2 separate regions of the Oryctolagus cuniculus genome follow, and region 2 is linked to region 1. The links are chromatin contacts, called in public Micro-C maps. All regions are on one chromosome and are shown on one strand. The core of a region is the stretch at or near the end of the contact, and the rest is flanking DNA. Distances in the headings are between cores, read along the strand shown.

What was found. Hi-C and Micro-C count contacts between places; a contact is called where the count stands out from the background.
Region 2: a Micro-C map of ear pinna shows a contact between it and region 1, with 13 times the contacts expected there. The contact joins two enhancer-like sites. A contact is called at or near these places in 2 of 6 Hi-C or Micro-C datasets (ear pinna and an unstated tissue).

Annotation. Positions count from the first base shown.
Region 1 is chrX:6,598,280-6,603,068 of mOryCun1.1, forward strand. No RefSeq gene overlaps it. Among named protein-coding and RNA genes, the nearest start is that of RPS6KA3, 280 kb to the left of the region's middle. Within about 2 kb of position 1,717, at least 1 of the 8 cell types and tissues checked has an H3K27ac peak or open chromatin away from gene starts, as enhancers often do.
Region 2 is chrX:7,769,224-7,773,490 of mOryCun1.1, forward strand. The region is part of intron 4 of SMPX (small muscle protein X-linked); the gene reads right to left. Among named protein-coding and RNA genes, the nearest start is that of SMPX, 37 kb to the right of the region's middle. Within about 2 kb of position 1,563, at least 1 of the 8 cell types and tissues checked has an H3K27ac peak or open chromatin away from gene starts, as enhancers often do.

The DNA of each region.
Region 1 (4,789 bases), core at 467-2,966:
AATCGCCCAAAGCCGAATGAGCAGCGGTTGAACGTGTAGCAGAACTGACAGTGCAACGACCTACTTAGCATCACCCCGAGTCACGAGGATGAACAATGATTGAGAGTCCAGTCTGGTTTTTTTTTTTTTTTTTCTTAAGACGATTTCTTTCCAGATGGAGAGAGGTCTTAGTTTCCCACTCATTGCTCCAACCAAAGCTCCATCTGAGATTTAGACCTCCCCATGCGAAGTCCGGAACCTGAGCAGCGAGCAGTTAGGTTAGCGCAGCTGAATCCAATTTCTCGCGTTGCCCTCTTTTCTTCCCCACGGTGCAGCCAAGTGAGAAAGCTATAATCCAAGAGGCCGGAAGGACGAATGTGGGTTACCGTCCTGTGGCCAAGGCTGCTGTGTAGTGCAAGGAGGCAGCTCAAGCCAGCCCCAGGACACCGCTAGCTTTAATAGTTGGAGGAATTTCAAAGACGCAAGGCGTGTTTCTGCTTTCCCGTGGGGCAACAAGAGTTCTACGAAGTATTTCGATTTCTTAATACACAAATGCAGCGAGCAGGACTCCCGCGCTATACCTGCGCACTCGCTGGCTGGCACTAAATGTATGCGTGCCTTACAGCTGGCCTCACGGCTGCCTTATATAATGTAGGCTCGGTTCCTGAGAGGGAACTGCAAACCCTGTGCACGGTCCCCGGGAGGGCGAGACTCGGCCAGCTGATGGGCTTCTGGGTTGCTCCTGCTCTAAGATGTCAACCCCAGCATTGCTAAGGAAATAGACATGGGTGCCTGTGCACAGCCAGCTCAGAAATGATCTGGGTGAATAATGGAGGCGCTTGAGGTGGTCTGAATTAGAGAGCTGTGTGTGTGTGTGTGTGTGTGTGTGTGTGCATAGGGGACTGTGAAATAGGAAAAGCAGGGAAAGGAATTATGAGAAAATGCTGTGGCCACCAGCAGCTGACCATAGATCATTGGAATGCATCCTTTATCTAATGTGAGCAGGAACCAGGGGATGGAATATTGCTGAGTGGAATGCTTAATAAAGGAGCTGCTTTTCTCTCTCTGCCCTTTCCATGGAAATGCTTAAGAAAAGACAGGCAGCAGATGGCAGGGCTTTCACTAAGGAGACAGAAAAGTAGAAAAAGACTTAACGATGGCGGATTTGTCACTGAAGGCATAGCTTGCAAAGATCTCAATTTGCTCTGGAATTCTCTTCGTCTCACTTGTGCTCACTACTTGTGAACATTTTGGCAAGAGCTTAATAAAAATAGCCACAATCTCTACCCCACCGCCCCTCCGCAGTGCCTATATTTTCACTGCTCTATAAATATGCCCAGCAACCAGGTATTGAGAGAGAATTTCCCTGGCGCGGTCTCCACAAGAGCTAACACAGCTGTCACTGGGTCTTCGACAACCGCCAACTTAAGACTATAAAGTTGAACATGAACGAGTTCTCCATAGATCTTCTCCCCAATAAAAAATTCTTTTTGGTATGGTAATTTTGTTTACTTCTCCCAAGAGCCAGCCGTTACCGGAACTGCCCACGAGAGGGCGCGCGTTCACAGAAAATGCCCCAGGTGCCTGCTCTGGCTGGTCCCTTCCCCTCCGAGACGCAGGATGCAAGACACAGGTTTTATACGGAGGTATTTTCAGTTCAAATTCAAGTTCTAGAACTTTGATTTATTATTAGCCTGTTCTCTTACTTGGGTAGAAGAGAGAAGAGAAAAACAGGGCTGTCTGCTACCATTGTGTTCTACCCTCATTCAAGGTCGGCCTCAAAACGGCAAGTTTTCAAGAGAATCAAAACAAGTGTGATGGCGCGAGGCGCCGAGAGCGAGGCTGCAACCTCTCTAAGATGACAAATCGCCTCACGTTCCTCCCGAAATCACAAAAGCTTCACACCCACCCCCTCCTCCCCCGGGCCATGTCCTTCTGCAAGTGATTTGCAATCGCAGACAAGTATTATATAACCATGGAGCAGAAGCTTGGCTCTTGGGCTTGTTCTGTCTTTCGGAGAAAAGACATTACAAAACTGTTATTATATCACCACCCTGAGTGCCTGTGAGAAAAACATCTCTGAGATAGGAACGTGGGGCAGTGGAACTGATGGAAACTGGCATTAGTGCTAAAGACGGGCCATCGGCACTTACCCGAGGGGCAGTTGGAATGAAAAGACCTGCCCCAGTGTGGGGAGAGCAGACAAAGCTGACATCTGCCCAGGGGGGACCCGAGGACGAATCCTGACTGACTGCTGAGTGTCCCTGGGTACCTTACTTAACTCCTCTGGGCTGCAAGCTGGGGATTAGCTGAAGTGGGAATTTCCTTCCTTTCTAACACGTTATCCTTCTCTCAAGAAAAAAATGTGGACGACATTATTCATTTGACTGATGGAAAATACAGCATCATGTAATAAATCCTCCCTTTTGCAGGATCCTATATATTTCAGACAGCTCGGAGGCACGTTATATTTCATATTTGTGCAAACAGCCCATTATTTAGCAATGATTTCTTTAATGTTTTTATGGCAATGCGCCCCAGAGAGATTCTCTCCATGGAATGTTAAACAGATACTGTGGCATGATCAAAAACAAAAGCAAAATGAACAAAAGCCAGGCTTAGGTTTGAACTTTTTTTTTTCCTGCGTGGCCTCAGACAAGTTACCTAACTATTTTGGCTTTTGATTCTTAAACTGCAAGAATCTTGTAGGGTCATAGTGAGAAAGAGTGTGCAAACTGGATGGCATAGAGCTGTCATTATGTAGGATCTCTTCAGTACTGTTTCAAATGTCCAACCACTATGATTGTCTAAAGAGTTCTTTAACCCCAAAAACTGCATGCTTTTTCTCTTCTCTGGTTATCTATTTACTAACTTAGGAACCACAGATTTGCAAAATTTTGAATGAGGAAATTTAAGGAGGGCTTTTCAGAGATACAATCCTGTCTTGGAAAGCGAGCTGCTCGTGGTCTTCAAGTGACAGCATGAGAACGCTCCTGTGGGAGTGGGGAGTGCTCGGGGCAGTGGCAGCAGAATGAGGCGGGTTTGCATCGTGTGTGATGGGAGCAGCCCCACTTGTGTCTCCTTCACAGTTTACAGTCCTCAGCTGGAGCCAGAAAGGAGAGAATTACTGAGAGAAAAGCAGATCATGAAAGCCAATCGCAATCGCAATCGCAAAGCTGGGCCCAGGGGATGGCGTATGATGCAGGTTACCTGGACATGTGTGCCCAGGCATCGGGAATTTCTCTCCTCCTTTTCCAGTTCTCAGCCATACGCTAAGATGTGCTCTGTGCCCTGTCTATCTACAGCTCCCCCCGCCCAACACGCTGCAGGCTGCTTTCTGTGAACATCTGTGACTCCCTGCCTGAGGTCTTTTTCTGCCGAGGGAGCGTGCTCTGTGCTCAGGGAAAGCTCTGAGGACCACACTTAATTCCCTACCCCCAACAAAGCAGCTCTCAATCAGTGACTGGCATGGGGGTAGGTGGAGGATGATGGCAGTTGCTTGCAAACAGGGTGGCTTAACTGTGAGGCACACTTTCCTCCTTTTCCAGAACCATTACTTGTACTGGTATACTCAGGGTGCTGACTACTCTAACTCAGTTTCATGGATTACTTCAGGGAGAACCCCACCTGGGATCCCAGGATGAGGCTTCTACTTCCAAACTGATATACAAGACACGAGTTACGGAGCCACACAGAGGTAGGCCTGAAACTGGGCACTGTCGTTTAGCAGCTTTATGACCATGCCGCAAGTTCTGTAACTCCTCCAGGTCTCTATGTACACATCTAAAAAAAGGAGGAGTGGAATGCTACCTGGACTTCAGGCTGCTGTAATAACTGGATGCACTTCTGCATGTCAAGTGCCTTGCACAGTGAGCCTTAGCTTTCCAGTCATTGTTCTTATGCACCCCCTAAAATGTACACAGCAGAGCTCTCACATTGCCACTAAAGCTGTCTTCTGGGGCTGCTATGGAAATCAGAAAAGAAAATGATGGTCTGTAGTATTTATTTCCATTTCTGTGGCAGAACAAGTTCTTCAGGAGCATTTAGCTTCATTTAAACACACACACACATACACACATACACACACACTCACACGCTATGTGAGCAAGGAGAAATGGAGACACAAAAAAAGAAATGCCAGTGAAAGCGCCCCAGTTGGGCTGTGAACATGATAGGTGTGCAAGTGGGAGCTAGCCCAGTGAACCACGCCAGCATCTGAGGCCTTATTTTTAGAAGCTGGAGAAATGCTGGGGAAGAAGTAAGAGGGGAAATATGCAGCATTTATGTAACACATTTCCATGGAGCTCTGAAAGGAAGTTTTCTATTTAATGGAGTTGTTAACAATTGGGATTGAAAGCCTAAAATAGAAGTGAGAACACTTAGCCAACTTGAGAGCATTTTGTTAGGTCTGCTGTAGAATATTAGGTTTGGAGAAGCTGTGTGCAGGCATAGGTAATATACATGGAAATGAACATAGCCTTGGGATTGAATTCATGTTTGATTTTGTCTGAAGACTCTTAAAATTTTACTTTATCCTACTGAGTGAGCCAAATCTCTCCCTACATGACAACACCAGCCTTCCTTGCCCATTAGCTTCTTTTCTTTGTCTTTTGTGTAATAAAATGGTCTTTTTGACTTTGGGACTTTTTGCCTGGATTGCTTCCCTACTCGGGAATGCCTTCCTGCTTATTCTCCTCCCACAAAGGTTCTCTTCTTCAAATTCCTTCTCTTACTGGGAGCCCTGGACAATCTTTACCTTGTTATGGGTCTAGGAAGCGAAATTACGTCCATGTCATGCAAGACTTTGGAT
Region 2 (4,267 bases), core at 313-2,812, 1.2 Mb after region 1:
AGTTTCTGTCGCTAATAGATGAGGATCCTTAAATTAGGCTCTTTCTGATGGAAATATTCTGTAGTTAATAACAGCAACAGCTGCCACAGTGCTGAGGACTTTCTACGTGCTGAAATTCAGTGTTTCCCCATTTCAGTACTAGAGGCATTTGCTGTGGGGACTCTTCTGGACACTGTAGGATATTCAGCACTATCCCTGGCCCTAGCCCCTAGGTGACAACGGTGCACACCCCGAGGTGTGACGACCACAGATGTCTTTAAACAGTACTAAATGTTCCTTAGGGTGGAAGGCAGAATCACCCGCCTTGAGCTATGTTTCTCCTTTTTCAGATAAAGAAATAGAGGCAGAGTGATCATGCAGATTCGAAGACCTTGGAAATTAGCATAAGCCAGAATATGCAACTGTGCCTGAACCACTTCTCTTCAACGTATTTTCCAGTAGAATACCTCTTTCCCAACATCCTGTCCAGACTCTTCCTTTGTCATCTATATTCAAAGACAGTGCCTTGTCTCATACCTGCTGCCGTGGTTCTTTGCTAACAATCGCCTATCGTGTCCTCACCCAGCTTGTCTGGGATTTCCTTGTGGGACACTGTCTTGTATTTCCTCCTTCTAATGTAGCAGTACCTGGCACAGTAGGTGCAAAGATGTTCACTTAATAAATGAACAGATTGGTTCCAGGGCTCTAATCCTCCCCATCCAAATCCAGTTCATGCCCACTGATTTGTATTATAAAGAAAAAGGTTAATTCAGCCAAGATAAATTCCTACCAGGCCATGTACAAAACGATTAGGAAATGAAAATTAATTGAGTCTGAAAATGGATGCTTGAATACTCAGGATCTAATAAGGCTGCTTGGTAACTTTTCAGGAGTGGATTGTTGGCTCTGGAACTAAAGGACAGCCATTTTGTATCCAAAACTGGGCATCAGACAAGACTGAGGGGGTAGTATGGGTTAAGTGATACATGTCAACTCGTTCAGGATCCAATTGCACCCTCTGTGTCAGGACACGTCTTCTGGGGTGGCAGGAAGTGCCACTGTCCTTCCTACAGAAGGCATCCAATGACTTTCTGGCGATAGGACATGCTTGCTTTCTGTGGTTTTTCCAGCAGTCAAGATGAAGTATTCTGAGCAGCCTTTGTGCCACCTGCCTAGACGAAAGAGACTCCAATCTGTCGACGGCTTAATAGAAATTTCCCTTGGTGAGAAGCCAATTCACTGACCCTGCTTGGGAATACACCAGCCACCCCTTGCCATCTGCATAAAGCCCTAAACCGAGGGTGTGGAATGATCTGTTCGCAGGCAGGGAGCATGACAAGAGACTATGAGTTGAATTTGCAAGTCTTGATTTGCTCCTCGTGATTCCTTCTCAAATGCCACAGCACGTGCGGGGAGTTAAAACGAGCAGCGTTGTCACGATGCAGCCAAGCCTGATTAGACAGCCTGGAATTCACTTCCCCAGTTTTCCGCGTGGGCGGCACACAGCGTGAGAGGGAATGAGAGAAAAGGCGTCATGGCTAGGAGACGGCTGACAAGCCCTTGCTCATCCGGGCAGGGCAGCAAAGGTGGCTCTGCAGAGGCTTGGCGTTTCTCTGCAGCAGGTTTGCCAGCACCAGGCACAGGCCCTGCTGTCTCCAGCACTGCCCCGCTCCCTGCCCCCCCGCCCCCCGCTTCCTTTCCTCGCCTTTCTTTCCATCTCTTTCTCTCATTCTTTCTCAGGTATTTATGAGCATTAGCCTTTCCCTTTTCCCCAGGCCCCTAAAAAGTAAATTATTTATGTTTCCATGCAATATTTTGCTCATTAAACTAAATCAGGGTAAACGCCTCTGTGTGACTCATGTTTGATTTTCCAGTGCCTGGTGCACTCAGCACCACGAGCATCCTCTATGCCTAATAAATGTTGGCTGGCTTAACGAACGGATGAAGAGTGAACAATTGAATGAACAGAGGAACAAGAAAACCATGTCAGAGTTGTGGTTCAGTGTGCCTCTTTGTCGAGGTAACAGTCTCTGCATCCTTTTAGCCTTTGCTTGCTCTAGTCTGACCCAACACAGTGAAATATTTTCAAAGACTACAACTGAGAGGACATTTTTAAAGAATGCAGTGGGTGATGGTGATTAAAAGGACTGGCTATCGAGTATGGCAGATGATGGGTTGTGCCTCACCTCTGCGAAGCGAGCTGGGCAACCTTGGCCAAATTACGTAAACTCTTCTAGCCTTTAGTCCCCCTTAAACAAAATGCACACTGGAGTATGGACCCCATGCAGTCAGCACAAGGAATGAATGGAATAATGTATGAGAAACACAAGATGCTGTGTCAGGCATAACACAAGCATATAAAAAATGGTAATGCTAATGACAATAGAATGATATTGACATCGGTGCTAATTATTGCTAATGCTCAACATTAATATTTCAAAAGACCTGCTGATCTGCTGAAATAACCTATTACTTCCTGACACACTTGAGATGAAAAATTAACCTGCCAAAAGTTGTTGGGCTTGAGGCCTAATAGCATAACTCAGGGGTGATCTATATATATCATATACTGTAACTATGTCTAATTTACCAACTGACAAGAGAATCACTTAAGAGTGCCTCATTCCTAGGCCGGCGCCATGGCTCACTAGGCTAATCCTCCGCCTTGTGGCGCCGGCACCCCAGGTTCTAGTCCCGGTCAGGGCGCTGGATTCTGTCCCGGTTGCCCCTCTTCCAGGCCAGCTCTCTGCTGTGGCCTGGGAGTGCAGTGGAGGATGGCCCAAGTGCTTGGGCCCCACACCCCATGGGAGACCAGGAGAAGCACCTGGCTCCTGCCATCAGATCAGCGCGGTGCCCCGGCCACAGCATGCCGGCCGCAGCGGCCATTGGAGGGTGAACCAACGGCAAAGGAAGACCTCTCTCTCTGTCTCTCTCTCACTGTCCACTCTGCCTGTCAAAAAAAAAAAAAAGTGCCTCATTCCTAAGTCTACAGTTACTGTGAGGAAGTTACAAATCTTGGACAATTAATCGCTATATTCTTTTTTTCATAATGTTTTCATTTCTATAAAATGCCATGCATTGCTTGGAAAGGAAAGCTCGCAGCAAGCTGGACCTCCCATCAACCTTTCAAGCAGATAAAGCAAGATTACTCACTTTCAGCAGTACTGACACAGGGCTGGATCATTCTTTGATGTTGGGGCAGTCCTGGGCTTTATGGAACATCAAACAGAATCCTTGGGCTCTCCCTGAGAGATGCAGCCCACCCCTGCCTCCACTTGTAACAACCTAAACATTGCCAAGCACCTCCTTGGGGGGGAGGGGCAAGATTCATCCTGGCACTGAGAACCACTGAAATACAGTCATGAGTTTCATTATGCTAGGAGCAGGGCAACGACCACTCATAACTGTGATTTGGCCCATGAATAGTTACCCATTGGTAGACAAGGAGATTTGGGTCCTGAGTCACCTCCGCCTAGCACCAAGCTGGCTGCAGGTGTTCTCCATCGCTCTCAAGTCTACACCCTTAGAAGCTCGGTCACCAATCCTCTGTTTTCATAGAAACCATCCAAGTTGCTTCTGTGTGTTTGCTACCAAGAGGCCCTTAAAGCACCTGCCACAATCGACTCAAAGACTCCTTGCGTTCACCCTCAAGAGTCCTTTACACCCACACAGGCTATAGCCAGGGCCTAGAACAAGAGCACTGCCAGACAGGAAAACAAATGAACAAAACCTTGATGCGGTTCAGAACCACTGCAGAACTTGTCTTTATCCTACCCGAGTGAAGAGCAGAAGAAAAGAGCAACACAAATCAACAGAAACATTGTGGCACTCAAGAGTGAAAAATCTCAGCATAAAACCATTTCCTTCAGATAAAGTGAATAGAGCTTCTGTAATTGGGTCAAAGCAGGGAGCACTTCAAAATTGAGGACAAAAAATTTCCAGCAAACCACAGAGAAGACATTTGGAGATTTTTTTTAAGTTTAGTACCATGTAAAATAATAAATCAGTCCTAAATCTTCTGGCAGAGGGAAAAGGTTATGAAATCGTGATAAGTCAAAGACAATGAGAAATAAATCCTCTTAATTCTGAAGGCTGCAAAGCCACATGAAAAAAAATCTAACAGAATTTAAGGTGGAAAAGCAAAATACAAAACTGCACATGTGCTACGAATGGTGCTACTGAAGAAACAAAATATAAGGAGAACCAGTTCCCATTTACTAGCTATTTCCCCATCCCAGTTGCTATGCCGGATGTATTCTATAAATACATTTCCCTAATCCTTTACAAC